Regions from separate parts of the Bos taurus genome. Here region 1 is linked to region 2. A link is a contact called in public Hi-C data. All regions are on one chromosome and are shown on one strand. Each heading gives the region's core, a stretch centred on a gene start, on an enhancer-like site or on the middle of the called end of the contact. The rest is flanking DNA. Distances are from core to core; before and after follow the strand shown. Region 1 has its middle 100 kb from the start of IRF2BP2. Region 2 has its middle 44 kb from the start of TARBP1.

Evidence for each region. A called contact is a pair of places that touch in the nucleus more often than the background predicts.
Region 1: a Hi-C map of skeletal muscle shows a contact between it and region 2, with 5 times the contacts expected there. The contact joins two enhancer-like sites. A contact is called at or near these places in 2 of 11 Hi-C or Micro-C datasets (liver and skeletal muscle).

What each region holds. Positions count from the first base shown.
Region 1 is chr28:7,505,643-7,508,342 of ARS-UCD2.0, forward strand. No RefSeq gene overlaps it. Among named protein-coding and RNA genes, the nearest start is that of IRF2BP2, 100 kb to the left of the region's middle. Within about 2 kb of position 1,264, at least 93 of the 102 cell types and tissues checked have an H3K27ac peak or open chromatin away from gene starts, as enhancers often do. A contact at or near this core is called in liver and skeletal muscle, where this site is marked.
Region 2 is chr28:7,312,170-7,314,869 of ARS-UCD2.0, forward strand. No RefSeq gene overlaps it. Among named protein-coding and RNA genes, the nearest start is that of TARBP1, 44 kb to the left of the region's middle. Within about 2 kb of position 1,277, at least 51 of the 102 cell types and tissues checked have an H3K27ac peak or open chromatin away from gene starts, as enhancers often do. A contact at or near this core is called in liver and skeletal muscle, where this site is marked.

The DNA.
Region 1 (2,700 bases), core at 14-2,513, 190 kb after region 2:
TTCCTCCTTAAAGATTTCATTAAAAGTGAAAATTAAAAAAAAAAAAGATGGTGAACATCCAACGAAGCCTGCAGATGTGCCGAAGGAGGACAGAGGAGTCCAGCCCCAGCTCCTCATACCAATAGATCTGATTCTGCCTATTTAATCATCAGGAGAGGGGGAACCCTCTCCTCTGCAAAAGCCAGCCTGTCCTCAAGCATTCCTGCCCCACCCACAGGTGGGGGAGCCTCCCTGCAGACCCAGGATGCCGGTCGAGTGTCCGGTGGTAGGAAGTTGTCTGCACCCTGCCCCTGTGTGGCCATAATGAGCCCATTTCAATTGAAATGAGATCAATACTACTCATTTTTTTCTTGCTGGCTCCCGAGTGATTCATGAATCTGAAAACTAGTTCATGAATCAGAGTGGGGGGGGGGGGCAGGGCGGGGGCGGGGGAACACTTGTGCAGTCAGCGAACCTCGATTCCTTTCATGAACCCAGACAGTTGCATAACGCTTGCCTGCCTGCTGGTTGAAACCAGCCTTTTCGGAAGCAGCTTTTGGCTTCTACTTGTTCACCTCTTCTCTTTCTTGAAAGGGAAAGAATGACCCTCGGTGCTGCTTGTGTGTGTGTCTGTTTGTCTCGGGGGGTATCTCCATACCCTTTGTCTGTGTAGCCCAGTGGGTGTGTGTGCCTGTGGGTGTGCGCATGCAATAGTCTTTGTGTGCACATCGTGTGTTTGTGCGTGTGTGTGTGTGTGAACCAGTAACGTATGACTAGCCGCGGGCCCTTTAAACCTGAATGGCAGCCAAGTTCATTTCTCAGCGGTGCTTGGTAAGGAAGCACGAGATGGGGCAGTTGGAAACCACAGCCCTGCAAGTGCTGATTACAGCCTGCGAAGGAAAATGAGATTTTTATCTCACAGGAATTCAGTTATAAAAATAAAATACAACGTCTGGCTTGATTCAGCGAAATGGACAAGCGCCGGGGCGTGTGTGCATTTCACAGAGATGCCGGACAAGAAGCATGACCTCAAACAGTGCGCTTCGAGCAAGTCAGAGGAGGTTGGGGGGGCGGCTACAGGAAGGAAGTGGGAGTGGAGGTGTGTGTGTGTGTGAGAGATGGAGGGAGAGAGGGGGGTGGGAGGAGAGAGAGAGAAAAACCACCCTGCTGGCAAATGAGTGCAGCGAGGATGATGTCATTGGAAACAGTTGGAGGAGAGGGAAGAAAAACAACTCAGAGCTGGGCTAATCCTGTTTGCTGCCCTGAAGGGAATGGAAGGCAGCCAAGGCAGGGAGTTCTGGGAAACCATATAAGGGTGCCAAGCAGGCTTTGCCGCCAACATTAGGAACTGACAGCTTTGTTCTTTGTAACTTGGCTGCCCGCCAGAGGCCTCATTTCAGCTCTGCAGCATGATTACCCTGGACGGCCGCCAGCCCTGCGCTGAGAGCTCCTTTTCTTCTCCCCGAGCTTTTTTTTTTTTTTTTCCCTCTTTCCCTTTGCCAAACATGCAGCAGTTACCATGGCAGTCGAAAGTAAAGTTTAAAAAAAACACAACAAAGTAGGGAGGCACGCCTTCACCCAGATGTGCCAAGAAGCAGAGAGAAAAGGCAGTTAACCTAGTCGTCGGGCCTCTGACTGCAGGAGAGAACACGGAGGCTGACTGTCAAGCCCCGGGGAGGTGACTCCAGGATAAACAGAGGACCTGGCCTGGCTGTTGACAGAGAGGGGCTGGCTCCCAGGCCCTGTTTGCCTTCTCTTTCTCTCTCTCTTTTCCTGAGGCATTGTGGAGTGCGTCATGTGAAACGGAAAATGTCATGATTTCCACTGGGAATGTGTCCACGGTTCTGAGAAAGCTCCAGAAACCCCGGTCCACCAGGCACTAAAGGGAGCAGGAAGGCGGGGAGAGGGTGTGGACCGTCGCAGTGGTCCCCAGTCACTGAGGCAAACCCAGTGAGGGTAGGTGGCCAGCGGCCACGGCTGAGGGGCTCTGCTGGTGGCTGTGCTGGGCGCCGGAGTGTTGCAGGGGAGGGCACTGGGGGATTTGGTGCAGTTGAGACCCCAGCCCCCAGAGTCCCAGAGGGAACCCAAAAGCCACGGCCGGTCCTTTGTGCCACTTGGAGGAGACCCACGGTTTTGCTTTACAAGGGGACTCTGTGATGAGTCCGGTGTCGCTATTTTTAACCAGGTTCAGTTCCCACCTGCTTGGAAAGTGGAACATCTCCTGGGAGGTGACACATCGTGACCATCGGCAAGTCTCCAGGCAGAGAGCTGCCAGGTTACATACAAGTGGGACTTGGTTGCCAGCCACCACCCCCCGCCCTGCCCAGAGCAAAATCTGACATCCCCACCCCCGATGCTGGGAAGGGCCTCTTCTGGTTCTAGAAGTTTCTGCCACAAGGACCAACTTGGCCGTTTCCTGGCTCCTTTATTTGGAAGAAGGCAAGGCCACAGCAGGGGCTGCTCTCACATGCCTGCGGAGGCCTCACTGTGAAACAGCTGACCATTTCCTTCCGACGCCCACCCCACCCCATCCCCAGGCCCTCTGAAAGGGGCATTCACTTTCAGGAGCACACGTGACCACCTCCTCGGTCCAGGGATGAAAGCAAAGGTGTCTGGGAGGACACAGCCCAAGGTTGGGTGGGGAGAAGCTCCAGGAGGGTCCCACTGTCCCTATTCCTTGCCTCCTGCTTTTACCAAGGCCAGGCTGTCTTTCTCCGGCAG
Region 2 (2,700 bases), core at 27-2,526:
ACTGCTCACATCCACACTGCCCATAGCCTCAATGGTCCTTGGGCTTCACATTCCACTGGACAGGGCACTGCACTTGGCAAAGAGGACCATGGTCTAACCCCTGGACTGACCCCGGAGGAGAGCAGGCAGTCATGCTGAGAAAGACACAGACCTGGGCAGTGAGACCAGTTCTTAGCCCTGACACCAACTTGGCTGTACCAGCAGAGTCATTCAACTTCTCTGGATTTCGTATTTCTCATTCTCAAAATGAATGAGGAGCTTGGGTTTCACTCAGTCTCTAAAAATTCCTTTCAGTGCTAAGACCCAGTGATTCTAAATGTCTCCCCTCCTGGGCAGCCCCATTTCCATTCTTTTCCTGTGAACCAGGGGACCTTCTTCAGTGGGGATGATGGCCGAGTTCCCAGGAGGCTGTGCACCAAGGGCACAGGGATTATAGAACAGAAGGGGGATTGTTCCATCCACTGGCAGGAGGAAGTGGCATCCTCCACAGCCCTGCTCAGAGGCAGATTTCAGAGCCACAAAACTCTCAGGGCTCTCAGTGCATTTCCAGAGGACCAGACCTACGACCTCCCCGGGAGCTGGTGATGAAAGGCGCCCCTCCACGGTGGAGACTGATGCTCACACAAGCGGAAGTGGCTTTTCCCCCAAATCCTCCAACATCGTCACTCATGATTAAGTGAACTTAATAACAATGCCCCTCCCCACCAACCAAATGACTTCTCTCCAAATTTACGATGTTCCAACTATTGACCGTGATTAACTGCTATAGCCACTGCATAACAATCTGGAGGGTTATTGTGCAGGGGAAGCTCCTTGAACTTCAAGGAGCTCTGCTCACTTTTCAGAAAGAGAGAAGGCAGGGGTGTTAGCTGGAGGCTCTCTTATCCACTTGGCTATTTGTTGTTGTTGTTCAGTCGCTCAGTTGTGTCTGACTCTTCGCAAACCCATGGACTGCAACATGCCAGGCTTCCCTGTCCTTCATTAGCTCCTGGAGCTTGCTCAAACTCATGTTCATTGAGTCGGTAATGACATCCAACTATCTCACCCTCTGTTGCCCCCTTTTCCTCTTGCCTTCAATCTTTTCCAGCACCAGGGTCTTGGCTATGGTATTCTTCAAAGTAAAATATTCCAGGATGAAAGTGGAGATCAAGTTACCAGATCAGCAAATAATGACGTGGGGAAAATGAGGAAATAGGTATCACGTGGGCAGTGGTTGACACATCTTTCTTATCTGTGGCTCTCAGCATGCAGGGGCTGCTCAAGGTCACTGCCCACAAGGTCTGGCTGACTTTCTTAAAGCAAGATCAGAGAGCAAATCACAAATGGAGGCAAATTTCAGCTGGGTCTTTCAACCAGCCATTTTGCTCTATGAAAGGTCACAAGGTCACAGGGTAATTGGAGGGTTTGGATAAGCTGGTGAGGGAATAAAGGCTTTTCCCAGGGATGATAAAAGCAGAGAAACAGCTCTCTGCCCTAAACTGGCTGCCCTGTTTCTTCAAAAATAGGTTCTCTAACGTGGAGAAGCAGAAATCGAAACCTTCCTAAATCCCCCTCGAATGTTTGGAACGGAACAAAAACACCTATTTCATGAAAAAAAAATTACATTTTGAAAGATTCCAGCAACAGGAGGCACCAGCTGCTGGGTCATCTAAGTGTTTTTGGAAAAGGAAAAGAACCATTCGGCATGAAAGATTCAGGAATGTCTGTTGACATATTAAGGAAACAACCTCAGGGGACAGCTGACAAGGCTCCAAGAAGCATTACCAAGGGATCAGTGACGCAAACGCGTTCCGTTTTTACAGGCGGGCCGGCTGCCAGGCTCCCTCGCCGGGCGGCTGATGTAATGCTAATCCCTCTCTGGGTTAGCGTTGCTTGGATATCAACTCAAGCGGCTCAGTCAGCTGCAATCAATAGCAAGCTCCTTTTATAGAAGATAGTAAAGGAAAAAATATGTATACAGAGAGTGAGACAGAACCCCAGATTCTGGTGTGCTGAAAACCTATACATTGTGTCAAAAACGAGGGAGGCAAAGGAAGGAAAGACCAACACAAAGCTAAGCAGCACCTAAAAATGCATTCAGGTGTCTTTCCATAGAATAAGGCCAGTTGTCGACAAAAGATACTATTATTTCATACTATTAGTTTTTTTAAAGCATAACTAAGGAATATGCCTAATTCCCAGCTGAGCTAAATGAAGATGGAAGAAAACAGAAGACATTAGGTGGGAATGTGAAAATAATGATTTTTTTCATTATCGAATAAATGGGCTGATTCCTTTTAAAACCTCTGCGTAAAATACTGCTTTTGAAAAATTCTATCTTCAAGACCACTGCTTTTCAATTATTTTAGAATAAATAATAAGATGAATTATGCAAATTTTAATCAGCCTTGGATTGAATGCTTATGTCAAGTGTCCTCTATAATGGGCTAAGGGGCCACTTTTGCATTTTCTCTTTCTCAGGCACGGCAATTTTAACTGTCCAAGAGTGATAAAGAAGAACCCATTTTAAAAGCTCAGTTCAATTATGCACATTCTTCTTTATTTTCTAGGTCATACTTAGATGGAAGGAACTGATGTGAAATCTTACACAGAAGACCAACAGCAAAAGCTTCCCTCATTCCAAGACTTTCAGAGTCTAAATAATAATAAAAATGGGGGTGGGGTGAAAGGGAAGGATGAGCACCAATGGAGATAGAGTTG